Linked DNA regions of Mus musculus: region 1 is linked to region 2. The links are chromatin contacts, called in public ChIA-PET maps. All regions are on one chromosome and are shown on one strand. The core of a region is the stretch at or near the end of the contact, and the rest is flanking DNA. Distances in the headings are between cores, read along the strand shown.

The links. ChIA-PET counts read pairs in DNA pulled down with a chosen protein or histone mark.
Region 1: a contact with region 2 is called in an REV-ERBa ChIA-PET map of liver, with 12 times the contacts expected there. The contact joins two enhancer-like sites. A contact is called at or near these places in 4 of 39 promoter capture datasets (the C10 cell line, embryonic stem cells, liver and 1 more), 3 of 15 datasets of contacts at CTCF or cohesin (the NIH/3T3 cell line and embryonic stem cells), 17 of 484 Hi-C or Micro-C datasets (CD4 single positive thymocytes, CD8 T cells, CD8 central memory T cells and 8 more), 16 of 115 datasets of contacts at active chromatin or transcription factors (CD8 T cells, the HPC-7 cell line, bone marrow-derived macrophages and 8 more) and 4 of 9 other capture datasets (adipose tissue, embryonic stem cells, liver and 1 more).

Annotation. Positions count from the first base shown.
Region 1 is chr17:29,414,722-29,418,882 of GRCm38.p6, forward strand. No RefSeq gene overlaps it. Among named protein-coding and RNA genes, the nearest start is that of Gm36199, 18 kb to the right of the region's middle. Within about 2 kb of position 1,585, at least 115 of the 459 cell types and tissues checked have an H3K27ac peak or open chromatin away from gene starts, as enhancers often do. A contact at or near this core is called in liver, where this site is marked.
Region 2 is chr17:29,509,167-29,512,862 of GRCm38.p6, forward strand. No RefSeq gene overlaps it. Among named protein-coding and RNA genes, the nearest start is that of Gm26885, 19 kb to the left of the region's middle. Within about 2 kb of position 1,750, at least 59 of the 459 cell types and tissues checked have an H3K27ac peak or open chromatin away from gene starts, as enhancers often do. A contact at or near this core is called in liver, where this site is marked.

The sequences.
Region 1 (4,161 bases), core at 335-2,834, 95 kb before region 2:
CTGGTTTAGTTCATGGTTCTGTGCCAAGGTTAATTTCTTAACTTTGGCAACTGCACCCTAGTTATGCAACACATTAATTTTTGAAGAAGTGGACGGGTAAAGGGTTTAGAGGAAATCTCTGCCACTTTTCTATAAATTGAAAAATTAACCAAGCACTAATGGTTGGGTCCATGCTTAGAATCTCAACACTTGGTATGCTGAGGCAGGGGGATTGTCACCCCTTCAGGGGCTACCTGGTGAAGTTTCAAGCCAACCCAATTTATAGTACAGGACACTGCCTCAAGAATAAAAAAAGAGTTGTATTGGTGGTCCATGCCTTTAATTCTAGCCCTCAGGAGGCAGAGGCACGTGGATCTCTCTGAGTTTGAAGTTAGCCTGGTCTAAACAGTAAGTTCCAGGCCAGCCAGGGCAACATAAGACCCCATCTCAAAAGACAAGATTATTCCCAAAAGTATAAAACAATACCTCCTGTTATGTATGTAATAACATTATATCTCTGTTACAGATTATATATTTATTAATGTCTATTTTTTAAGACAGTCTTATGTATCTCAGAAGCCCAGGATGTCCTTGAACTTCTGATCTTTTTACCTCCATAAAGACCAAGAAGAGGGTGTTGGATCCTCTGGGACAGATGGATGTCCACCACTGTGTGGGTGCTGGCAATGGAACCCAAGTGGCTTGGAAGAGCAGCCAGTGCTCTTAATCCTGGAGCCATCTCTCCAGCCCCTTCTTAGATTATTTGTGTAAGAAGTTCCACCCTAAAACTAGATATAGTGGCATGTGCCTGTAGTCTCAGCACTTGGGAGGTGGAGGCAGGGAGGATCAGGAATTCAGGGGTAACCTGGGCTACACAGTGAGTCCAAGGGCAGCCTGAGTTACATGAGATCCTGTCTCAGAGAAGGTCTGGGATTCTGTTTTATAGTCAAGAGTCTGAGCCCTCTCACTGGATGCTCTCATCTCTGAGCTTCTATCCTAATGGCTGCCCCTAACCCTGTATCTTCTTTCTAGGATAGCCACTTCTGCCCACAGCAGTGAACCAGGACGGGGATGGGGATGGGAAATGGGGATTATAGGCTAGCAGGACTGGCCGTTCCCACGATAATGGGGTCCCTTCCAGGAGAGACTTAGTGTGGACCAAGGCTGCTGGGAAGGGCTGGGACTGGGCTGTTGCTTTCTGGCCTTTCATTGGTTGGTCAGTGACTTTCATCTCCGGCCAACTTCAGAGAGGACCTTAGGAGCAGCTGCTGCAGCCAGAAGGCAGGAACCCGCAGGTGGCTAACCCGGAGCTTCTCAGGCCCTGAAGCTGACATGTGATACAACCTGGGGCCTGCAGATGTCCTGGAGTCCAGGAGAGACCCACAGCTGCCTGCAGCCACAGGGCCTGGCCACCATAAGCTGGGTAGTCGATGTTCCTCTCCTGTTCTCACAGTAGATCCCCTGGCTCAAGCCTCCGCAAGCAGCAGAGTGCCCGCCCCCTCCATCCTTTGCAAGGTTCAGCCTCCAAAGCCTGCAGGTGGGGAAGGCCAGCCAGCAACAGTTCAGCGCTGCCGCCCTGAGGGACCTGGGCCAGGTTGGCTAGCACAACGCCTGCAGCCGGTCACCGGCCACCCTCCACCGTCCAGATGTCAGCGGCCCCGGCGGCCCTGTCCTGACGTGCACCTTCCCCTTCGCTGCCCCGCAGTGCACTTTGTCTCGCCGCAGCCAGATGTGCCGGCTTTGGTGCTGGCCGCCTCTAACGAGGTACATATGTGCAGCCTGGCCTGGGCCGCTGCTACCAAGGAGAAGGGAGGCCCCAGGAGAGAGCGGGCTGCAGCTGGCCACGCGGTGAAAAGGGGAGGAGAGTTGCTTGGGGAAGGACTCCTGATGGAAACTGAGCTGGGGAAGGACCGCTCTGCCTAATAAGGACCTGGCTTTAGCTGGGGGATGGGGGGGGGGGTGGAGTGTGTGGGGGTGTGGTCACTCTCCTCCCTGCTCAGGAATAACCTGCATCTGTCCCCTAGTTTTTCCCTAACAACTGGGGTGTTCTCATTAGTTGTTTCCCCTTCCCCCTAATCAGAGAAATCATAACCAGAAATAAAAGACAATTTAGAAAACTCAATATAAGCCAGGCCCAGTGACACACAATTGTAATTCCAGTTTCATGGACTGAGACCGCTGAAGCAGGAGGCTGGCTGTTGAAGCTGGGCGGTTCTGTGGGGTAGAGGACAGGCAATTAGCTGAGCTGCTACAGGTGCTTATTGCCACCTGAGTCCAAGCTCTGCCCCGCCCACCTCCACTAGGTGGACTAGGAGCCACCTAGTGACTATGTGGAAGAAAAGAATCAAGTCTTACAAGGCTTCCTTCCATCTCTCCATGAGCACAGTGATCATGCTGGTGCGCGCTACACACACACACACACACACACACACACACACACACACACACACACACACACACACACACATACACTCACACAGTAAGGCATGCATTATTCACCCAGGGTGCTCAGAGCCAATTGCACACGCTGTTTCACTGAACACTAGAACTGTCTTCCATGAGTTTCTATTGCAAACAGCACTGTGATGAGCAGCCTCTTGCTTGCACGGAAACAGTCCGATAAATGCAATCGTTGGAGGCTGGTGATGTAGCTTAGGCAACCATGTTTGCTAGCATCCATGCCCAGGTATGACATGGTATTCTTTTGTTTGTTCATTGTTTTGTTTTGTTTTGTTTTGTTTTGTTTTGTTTTGTTTTCCGAGACAGGGTTCCTCTGTGTAGCCCTGGCTGTCCTGGAACTCACTCTGTAGACCAGGCTGGCCTCGAACTCAGAAATCCACTTGCCTCTGCCTCCCAAGTGCTAGGATGAAAGGCATGCACCACCACTGCCCGGTGACACAGTATTCTTGTATGATTGGTAATTTGGAGTCACAGTCAGGAGGACCAGGAGTTCAAAGACATGCTTGGGATACATGAAAATCACCTCAAAATAAGTAAGTTCACAGGCAGGAGGGACTGGGTGACTTCCCTTACACACGAACATACATGAGCAAGTCTGCTTCTGACGAGGGAGCTGGCTCCAGAGAGTAAGAAAGGCACTTGTCACCAAGCCTGACCCCTGGATTCAGTCCTCAGGACCCATGTGGTAGAAGGAGGACCAACTCCTAAACTGTTTAGCCAACTCCTAAAATGTGTAACCATGGCATGCAGGTGTCCCCACACAGCACATAATATATAAAATAATAAATAAATAAATAAATGCAATTGTTTGTGTCAATTTGATGCAAACCTAGATATATCTGGGAAGAGGAAATCCTTTTTTCTTTATTTTCTGTGCATTGGTTTTTGCCTGCATGTATGTGTGAGGAGAGTGTCAGAGCCCCTGGAACTGAAATTATAGACAGTTGTGAGCTGCTATATGGGGGGGGGGGATTGAACCTGGGTCCTCTAAAAGAGTAGCCAGTGCCCTTAACCAGTGAGCCATCTCTCCAGTCCTGGGAAGAGGGACTCTTCTTAATTGACATAATGCCCCCATCAGATTAGCATGTGGTGATTAATTGGTGTGAGAGGGCTCAGCCCACTCTTGGAGACACCACCCTGAGCAGGTGGTCCTTGGTTGTATCAGAACGCAGACTGAGCAAGCTGTGGGGAGCAAGTCAGTAAACAGCGCCCCTCGAAGGCCTCTGCTTTGGTTCCTAGGCCAGGTTCTGGTCTTGGTTTGCCTTGATTGCCCCTGAGGGCTGTGGCTGAGGGTCAGCCAAGGGAACCCTTTCCTCCCACCTTGCTTTTGGTCTTAGCGTTTTATCACAGGCAATAGAGACCTTAACTAAGACAAAATGTAATAAAAATATATCCAACTAATCCCAGTACTTGGGTGGCGGAGGCAGGAGAATAGAACTTCAAGGTCACCCCTGGCTCTGCAGCAAGTTTAAGGCTAGCCTGGGATACACAAGATTGTGTCTCAAAAGAAAAAAGGAAACAGTGTAACCGTTGCTCAGGCTAGGAAGCATCTGGGTTGGCTTCCTTTCTGCTCGTTAGTGTTGTGCGGTTTAGATCTGTTTATTTAATGTGTAGGAATGCTTTGCCTGAATGTGTGTGTACATATGTGTACCATGTGGCCACAGAGGTCAGAAAGGGGCAGTGGGTGCCCTGGTACTAGAGTTATGGATAGTTGTGAGCCAC
Region 2 (3,696 bases), core at 500-2,999:
ACCCATGACCTCATTCCCTTGAGACAGGGTCTCTCAGAATCTCAAGCTAGCCTTGTAGTCCCAGCAATCCTCCAGACTCTAACCTTCCCTTCCTTCCATATGGCGATTACTGGTGATTTTTTTTTTAACCTGGCTCTTTAAGTGAGCTCTGCAGATTTTCACGCAGGTTGTCATGCTTGTGCAACAAGCACTCTTGCCCGCAGAGCTACCTCCCAGCCTGTGCCTCCCAGCCTGTGCCTCCCAGCCTGTGCACGAATTCTGTTTGGAAACTTGCTGCGTCACTGATCTGCTGTGGACAGAATGGGGTTCCATCCACGGATAACAGAGAATGTTCTAACACAGCTTCACGGTGTCCTGGAGCCATGAAACGAGCTCCTTTTGTATGCCTCTTCCTTCCTTCCTTTCTTCCTTCCTTCCTTTCTTTCAAGATTTATTTATTTAGTGTATAGGAGTACACTGTAGCTATACAAATGGTTGTGAACCTTCAAGTGGTTGCTGGGGAATTTAGGACCTCTGCTTGTCCTCTCAGTCCCTGAGTGCTCTGGCCCAAAGATTTATTTATTATAATAAATAAGTAAAGATGGTTGTGAGCCACCATGTGGTTGCTTGGGATTTGAACTCAGAACCTTCAGAAGAGCAGTCAGTGCTCTTAACCACTGAGCCACCTCTCCAGCCCCTCTACACTCCTGGTTCTTATAAGGTGGTTCCACTTGCACATCTCTGGGCTAACTCCTAACTTCTCACAAAGCCCTTCTGCACTCCTGTTTCCTATAAGTCCACCCCACCCCAGCACCTCTGGGTTCTCTCCCAGCCTGTAGCCTTCCTCTTAATAAATTCTATCCATCCTAGTTCCGGATTCCTCACCAGCCACTGCCTCTACCCCAGGCCCCATCCCCTCATCACCCTGCCTTGCTTAGGCTATTGCAGATGCAGCTCCTGACTGGTTTGTTCTGTGTACCCTAAGCACCCTACAGACAAGCCTCTGCCAAGACACTTAAGGGGGCTTTGTTGTTTGGGTTTTTGAGACAGGGTCTCACTGGCTGGCTGGCCTGGAACTCGCTCTGTAGACCAGGCAATAGATTCATAGAGATCTGTTTTCATCCAAGTGCTAGGATTAAAGGCACTAGACAGCCACTATTCTTGGGCTCTTGTTTGTTTGGAGACAGAGTCTCATGTATCCTAGGGTAGCCTAGAACTTTTTTTTTTTTCCAGCACAGGGTTTCTCTGTGTAGCCCTGGCTGTCCTGAAACTCACACTGATAACGAGGCTGGCCTCAAACACACAGAACTCCACCTGCCTCTGCCTCCCCAGTGCTGGGATTAAAGGTGTACAGGACCACCACCCAGCCGCCTAGAATTTATTTATTTATTTCTTCCTAGCATTTAGAGGATTTGTGGAATGGAGCAGGGTGGTTGGAGGTGGAGGGAAACTAAGGTAGCTTTTGGTCTGTACATGGTAAACCAACTTCACTGCTCTTGGTAGGAAGTGTGGGCTTTTAGCGTGCTAGAAGTAAGGGTGGAGGTTTGGTTAGCCAGAGTCAAAGGTCACCCACAGGTCATAACACGCAGCAGTCAGGGGTCAAGGATGTCAGTCTACCTGAGCTATCTTCAAGTTCCTGAAAAAAAAGAAAAGGAGAAGAGGAAGACAGATGAGGTAACTGTCATTGATGTCACATCAGAACGTGCAGGGCTGCGCTTCACTTAGCTCAGTGACCTTGGAACTCCTGGTGTGAGCGACAGGCGGAGAGGGAATGACCCTTGAGGTCAGAAGTTAAGACCGTTTGTGGTTAGTGTGCCTTAGTTCCTGTGAGAACCCAGGCCCTCTCACCTGAGGTCGACTCTCTGGCCAGCTGACTCTGAGAGGAAGTGCCTTCTAAGTCGCTTTCTGGTTATTGGTAGGATCCAACTACTTGGGGACTGATGTTTGCGAACATTAGTGAATGAAAAATTGAAAATAAGACTGAAGAGATTAGCTCAGCGGTTAAGAGCACTGACTGATCATCCAGAGGTCCTGAGTTCAATTCCCAGCAACCACATGGAGGCTCACAACCATCTGTAATGGGACCCGATGCCCTCTTCTGCTGTGTCTGAAGAGAGCAATGGTGTACTAATATACATAAAATAAATAAATAAATCTTTAAAAAGAAAATAAAAAATAAAGAAGATACCAGTGTTCGTAGGTATGGTGGAAGAGGAGGTTTATTGTAGATGCGAGGGAGAGAGCCAGCAGCTGGGAAGTCCTGGAGAGTCCAGAGTGAACAAGACCTGGCCCTGGGAGGAGAGGGGAGCAAAGGGGAACAGAGGGCTGGAAGAGTAAGGCCAAGTTTCCAAAATGGCTGCGCTATCTAGGGAAGGCAGCTGGGGAAGAACACCCCAGCCTCTGGGCTGGAGAAATTTAGGGTATGCCAGCCATGCCCTGTAACAGGCAGGGACTGAGGGATGCTGGGAGAACCTGGGGCCAGGGTTGCTTTGCTATGTTAAATAGGCACCTCTGGTAGTCATTTGTCCTGGGTTTGAGATCTAACTATAAGTTCCCAGCCAAAGGAACCTCTCTGTAGGGAGACTACCAACTCTGGGGCTCTGTCTTGGTACCACCAGCACTGAAGTCTATACGGTGTTAACAAGAGCTTTTCAGGTGGTGAGAGCTTAGTGGATAAAGATACTTGTGGTCAATCCTGGAACTTGTGTGGTGGAAGGAGATTTCCATATGTGCTCCGCAGCACACTAGTTCTTCCTAGCAAACAAAGAGATGTCATTCATATATATATATACATATACATATATATATGAATGACAGGGTTACACTGTATAGCTTGGCTGGCCTGAAACTATGTAGAATGGGCTGGCTTTGACTGCAAAAAGGCCCTGGGTGTGCTTCTAATTCTAGAGCCCTGGAATTAAAGGCAGGGGCTCCAACCTAGTCAAGACTAATTTATCTATTTATTTATTTATTTATTTATTATTTATTTACTTTGGAGACAGGGTCTCTCTGTGTAGCCCTGGCTGTCCTGGAACTTTCTCTGTAGACCAGGCTGGCCTCCAACTCAGAGATCTGCCTGCCTCTGCCTCCCAAGTGCTTAATATTAAAAGTGACTTAAAATAAGTCACCATCCAGTGACTTATTTTATTTTATTTTAAAGATTTACTTATTTTATGTATGTGAGTACACTGTAGCTCTTCTCAGACACACTAGAAGAGGGCATTAGAACTCATTAGAGATGGTTGTGAGCCACCATGCGGTTGCTGGGATTTGAACTCAGGGCCTCTGGAAGAGCAGTAAGTGCTCTTAACCGCTGAGCCACCTCTCTAGCTCCCTTTTTTAAATTGTAAATTATGTGTGTGTCTGCATGTGCACATGTGTGCTCGAGCTCGGGTACCTTTCAAAGCCAGACGGCAGCAGCGTCAGATCCTTGGAGTAGACAAGCGCGTTCATTTGTTTTGAGTCTGGGTCTCTGTGTAGTCCTGGCTGTCCCCGAACTCTCCATGGGGATCAGGCTGACCTACCTTTGTGGCTTGAGCCCTAGAGTGAAAGGCCTGTGCCACTATACCCGTCCCCAACAGTAAGCCTCATAAATAGACTTTGCATTAAAATGTAAAATTACGGCTGGGCGTGGTGGTGCACGCCTTTAATCCCAGCACTCTGGAGGCAGAGGCAGGTGAATTTCTGAGTTCGAGACCAGCCTGGTCTACAGAGTGA